2 separate regions of the Ovis aries genome follow, and region 2 is linked to region 1. Evidence: chromatin contacts called from public Hi-C data. All regions are on one chromosome and are shown on one strand. The core of a region is the stretch at or near the end of the contact, and the rest is flanking DNA. Distances in the headings are between cores, read along the strand shown.

Evidence for each region. Hi-C and Micro-C count contacts between places; a contact is called where the count stands out from the background.
Region 2: a contact with region 1 is called in a Hi-C map of tail adipose tissue, with 2.7 times the contacts expected there. The contact joins the promoter of SFR1 here to the enhancer-like site in region 1. A contact is called at or near these places in 4 of 16 Hi-C or Micro-C datasets (blood, muscle, skin fibroblasts and 1 more).

The regions. Positions count from the first base shown.
Region 1 is chr22:24,149,048-24,151,758 of ARS-UI_Ramb_v3.0, forward strand. All of the region lies in intron 6 of STN1 (STN1 subunit of CST complex), which reads right to left. Among named protein-coding and RNA genes, the nearest start is that of STN1, 22 kb to the right of the region's middle. Within about 2 kb of position 1,339, at least 23 of the 54 cell types and tissues checked have an H3K27ac peak or open chromatin away from gene starts, as enhancers often do. A contact at or near this core is called in tail adipose tissue, where this site is marked.
Region 2 is chr22:24,378,704-24,381,414 of ARS-UI_Ramb_v3.0, forward strand. SFR1 (SWI5 dependent homologous recombination repair protein 1) reads left to right here and starts at 1,385. Exons shown (of 4, transcript XM_027960302.2): 1 at 1,385-1,482; 2 at 2,561-2,676. The coding sequence starts at 2,581. It overlaps CFAP43 (cilia and flagella associated protein 43), which reads right to left. Exons shown (of 44, transcript XM_060405176.1): 38 at 1,133-2,711.

The sequences.
Region 1 (2,711 bases), core at 89-2,588:
CTTAGGAAAAGCAATGATCAACCCAACAAAGGCTCCCCCACCACAACTCTATACAACTACTTTATCTTCATAATTCTAAGGTGATTCATCTTTAATAGAAAGATCCTAAGGGTTGAGTTTATTCTACCTCTTACCAATATAGGAGTAAATTGGAAACTGACTAGAAATGCTTTTACGTGGTTATTCCTGTCATTGAAAATGACTGTTGATTATCCCCAGACCATACAGGAAGCCCGGTTCCTCCTCCCCGAGTTCAGTGAGACGGAGCAGCAGGAAGGGAGGGTGTGAGGCATGGGAGAGTAACAGCAGTTTCAGCTGTGAACCAGAGGGGCCCAGCAGAAAAGGCTCTCTGTAAATATCAACAATGCGTGAAGCTTCCTTTCCAAAAACATTTGCCTCAGCTGACCTTGGGATGTAATTCCCTGCTGGTTGTAAAGACATGGTCCTGAGGATAAAACCCCAGTGGCCCTTGTAGCTAGGAGGTTTCCCTGGCCTGAGAGGTGTATCTGTCTTGTCTTTTCTAAAGAGCAGTGACAGACTCATCCCATTCAGGAAATCGAAACTGCTCAGAAACAAAACCAGTGACTGGCTGAACGGGCTAAGCCTCCGCAGGCCTCTCCTTGTGGCGGGTCAGGAACTGGGTGGATCTCTGAAGTATATATATAGTCTTCATTCCCAAACAAACTCAACATTTATCCAGCTGTCAAAGAAACAATGGTTTTGCAAGTTTGCTTATCATGTTTCTGGATGTGCTAAGATGGGCCACCATGGACAAAAAAAGAAAGGAGGAAAACATTCAAACCCACTCTTCCCACCTTCTCACGTATAACACGATCACAACGATTTTCTGTTGTTGTTAAGCTTTCATCTGTATGACTACAGAAAGTGCCAAAGGATCTAGGGTTTCACCATCATTGTGAAGCGTCTTAGGTCTCCCAGGCTCTAGTGAACAGAATTCAGTGTCACAACACTGACCTCCCCAACCAGAGCCATGTAAGAGAATAATTCATAATTGATGGAAAAAGAGCTTCCAGAGACAAAACAGATATAGCGCCATATTCATTGCTTTTTAAACATACAGCACCGGGCAGGCACGGATTTCTGCTCTGAACATTTACAAAAAGATAATCATGCCAAAAGTCCCCTTTGGAATGTTCTGAATGGAGGGGCTTTCTAGTCCTCAGTTCTCCCTACTGAATTCTCGCAGAAGAGCTGGCTCACAGGAAGAATGTGGTCTTTGCTAAGCTTCAAAGTTTCCTTCTAAACATGCCAAGAGAGTGCTCAGAAGTCCTCGGAGGCCAAGCTGGCACTGAGCCTCTTCTAAATGATTAAGTGGGAGGAAGGTCACTTGTGCTGTCAGTGGACAGCTGGGGAGCTAGCCCTGTGCAGAAGCCACAGCGGTGCAGAACAAAGCGGCCAGCCCTGACCCACCCCACCTCGGTGTTTCCTGAAACGGTATCCCTCACCTCCGTGTATGAAACTGCGGGTCACTGGGCATGCGGCCTGGTGCCAGGAAGAGATAATTAGGTTCACGAACGAAACTGAGAAGCAGTGGTCGCACTCAAGGTGGGGATGGGGACCTGGTATCTGTTCCACCAGAATGCTGTTGTTGTTTAGTCGCTTAGCTGTGTCTGACTCTTTGCGACCCCGTGGACTGCAGCCTGCCAGGCTTCTCTGTCCATGGGATTTCCCAGGCAAGAAGACTGGAGTGGGTTGCCATCTCCTCCTCCAGGAGATCCTCTGGACCCAGGGACTGAACCCACGTCTCCTGCATTGGCAGGCGGATTCTTTACCACTGAGCCACTAGGGAAGCCCTCCGTCGGAATGGTGAAGAATAATCATATTGCCTCGCAAGGGTTACCACGCCAGCCCTGCTGCCAACGACAAAAGACTAGAAAACTCTGAACAGTCCAGGAACGACCAGACCCCTTAAGAAACTACGGTACACATAGTAAAAGATCATTATGGACTGGCAAATATGTTCACATGGTTGGGGAAAGGACCTACAGGACACACACACAATGAAAAGCTACGTAGGTACAGTGTTAAGTAGGATACCATTTGTGTAAAAGAAAGGATACAACTACCTCTAGTTTATGTGTGCAGATTATCGCAGAAGGATATTCATGAGCCTAGCAATGGCACTTGTCTCTAGTGAAAGGGGAGGAGGAGGGAGGATGGGAAAACTAGATACTTTCAGGGACTATTTGAATTTTTATTTTCTATTTTATTTAATTTTTGTTGCTTGTTTCCTTTTATTTTTTGGCTATGCAGCAACGCTTGTGGGATCTTGGCTTCCCAACTAGGGATTGAACCCGGGCACTTGGCAGAAAAAGCTCCGAGTTCTAACCACTGGACTGCCAGGGGATTAACTTCTGAGCTACCTGAATTTTTAAAACCATTCATTCTTTCTATCAACAAATAACTGTGGAGAACATACTTTACACCAGCTCTGTTCCAGGCCCTTTCTAGACAGCAAAGAAAGAGACAAGACAAAGCCTCTGCTCTTAGAGAACTTAAATTCTGGTGGAGGAATAGACAGCCAAACAAATAAATACCAGTGTTATCACGAGATGTGGTAACAGGGTCATAACACGGTGAGGAAGCTGATGACTATTAGAGGAGAAGGTCAGGGAGGGCAAGAAGGTGACATTCAAGCAGAGATCATTCCCGGTGGAACAAACAAATACAAGTCGTGTTACAACAACGAA
Region 2 (2,711 bases), core at 135-2,634, 230 kb after region 1:
CATTCCTTTAGATCAATTAGAGTGATGACGATATTGTAGTTCCTTATATAACAACTTTTGAGTGCTTCCTAGATACCTATTGCCGCTTTTCACTGCCTGTCCTGAATTCTCATTTAATTCTTCAAATCCTAGGAGGACTGATATTATATCCCCTCTTTATGGATGAGGAAGCTGAGACACAGACACATTCCATTATAAACAACACAAAGGCGCTGGGATCTGAACCTAAGCAATTGGACTCCAACATTTATGTTCTTAATCACTGCATTAGGTGGTCTTCAAGTTCTGTAGATACATTCCACTGTTTAGCACTCAGTTATTCCGTCTGGGTCCTTGCTACTTGTAAGCCATTTATATCAGATATTAGTAAAAAGACAGTGTCAACGTTTAAAATGGCTATTCCTTAGAATTCAAAACACTGCCCCGCTAAAATTCCCAACTTCCACGTGACTCAGAAATTACTCAACTGTCTTTTCCCAAACTCAGTGCTCCACCCAATTAGTTCACTTTGTTGTTGCACAGCAACGGAACCTCGCTACACAGGAAACGAGGAGGGTTATTTTAGACCGAGGATGCCACTGCCCAGTATTCAGCCAGGGTTTGGACCAACCTAATCTTAGTCATTGTTCTGCTTCCTGTATTGCACCCCAACGACTTTCCTTGGGCTACATTTTCTTTCAGGTTTGACGAAAAGATTCGGAGCCAAGCTAAGAAACCTAAATTTTCAGACAGATTCGCCAAAAGAAGGAAGAGAAAAAAACAAAAACAAAAAACCACCCGTGGCGGGACCGCAGACTTTGAGGCAGCAGTCTAAAAGAAGCTCTACTGGTTCCGCTGGGGTTCTTAGATTTCTAATGTGTCTGACTGTCAACGGGCCATTGACCCATCTTTTTGTAGTCTTTGCCTTTGGAGTTTACAAGCTGTAAATATAACACACAGCAGGCCCGGAGTCTCTGGGTCCCGTGGAATCTGAGAAAAGGCCTTTGCTGTGGGGAGCGCGAAGAGACTGATGGGAGCTAGGAGAACAGGAGGGGCATTCTCAGGCGTCCTTTAGAAACACAAAACCCAGGAAGCTGCAAAGGAAGGCGGTATGAAAAAAGAGCGAGAAGAAGCCGCGAAGAAAAGCGCGCACCTCATGGGAACCGTTAGTTGCTTTAAAGCTCTTCCCAGCAAACGGCCGCGCGCGCAGTGCCGCGACTCTCGGGCGCTGGGCGGAGCAGAGCCGCGCGTATCGGTCAACTCGGCCAATCACGCGTCACGGCCCCTCCGTTTCGTCCTGCCCCCTTGCGGAATCTCGAGGCCGCGCGCGCGCAGTCCCGCCTCTCCGGGCGCTGGGCGGAGAGGACCTGTGTGTCAATCAATCTGGCCAATCGCGCGTCTCTTCCTCCTCCCGCGCGGCCCGGCCTCTGAAACGGCGCCGCGGCTAGCGCGCTCTTTGTGCTGTCTGGGGATGGCTGAGGGAGGTACCGTGCGGGGTGTGGGGTGGGTGTCTGACAGCTGAACTTCTTCGGGGTTCGGATGGGGAATTGAATAATGCTCCCTTTCCGCGGTCAAGGCACCTCTCAGCTCCACCTCAGGTTTTGGGTGTCTCGAGGGCTCGTGTGGGCCTTCTGTAGTGGCTGGAGGGGAGGGAGGGCTCCTCTGGTATTTTACCCTGTAAAGTTGATGGCCTTTGAGAAACTTAAGTCTCTCCTTTTCACGGTCTCTTCGCTATTTAATTGAAAACGATGCAGACAGGAGTAAACTTACCTGTGCTTGTGCTCCTTATTCCTCACCCCCGGGGGGCGTTAGTTTTAGGCACACAGCTTCTAGGATTTAGGGTAGTGTGACAGGTCTGATTATGTTTATTTAAGTGGGATAGTAGTGGGAAGTAGGAGAATGTGATCCATAATCAAGAGGAAGAGTAATCAATAGATAAAGGCATAAGATGAACTCAATTTAAACACCGAAAAGCACTTTAAAGAAGTTATAAATATATTTTTTTAATTTTAAAATATTGTCTTCTGTTGTGGCTCAGCTGGTAAAGAATCCGCCTGCAATACGGCAGACCTGGGTTCGATCCCTGGGTTGGGAAGATGCCCTGGAGAAGGGACCGGCTACCCACTCCAGTATTCTGGCCTGGAGAACGCCATGGACTGTATAGACCATGGGGTCGCAAAGAGTCGGACACGACTGAGCGATTTGCACTTAAAGCACTAAAGGATTTCAATTACATTTTCCTTCATTGTGAAACTGGCTTAATGAGATTAAAGAATTCCTGAATGTTATTCTCCTCCCCGCCTACCCCGCCCCACCACCATATGGCAGGTTTTGAGACTTTTATCAGTCAGTAAAAACAAATGGAGAGTTGTTTATATGAGATGCTAGCTGGGTAACTTGTCATGAAAAAACTAGTAGTCACCATAATGACCAACAATCTAATTTAGGGAAGTAAACAGAAAATTGCACGCAAAAAAGCAAGAATGAATCACAGCTAAGTGAAAGGAAGTTGTTTAAAATTGAATATATAGAGGTGTGGGCAAAGTTGATTTCTGTTTTGTCATTATTTTCTGTTTTTTAGAAGTAAAGCAAGATTTCAAGATGGAAAGTCCATCAAACTCGGCTTTGATGTTACCTAGCACTCCACAAGCTGGTGCCAATCCACCATCTCCCCATTCAAGTAGTTCAAGAAAACAAGTATGAAAATCTTAGTTCTTTCACTGGATGTATAT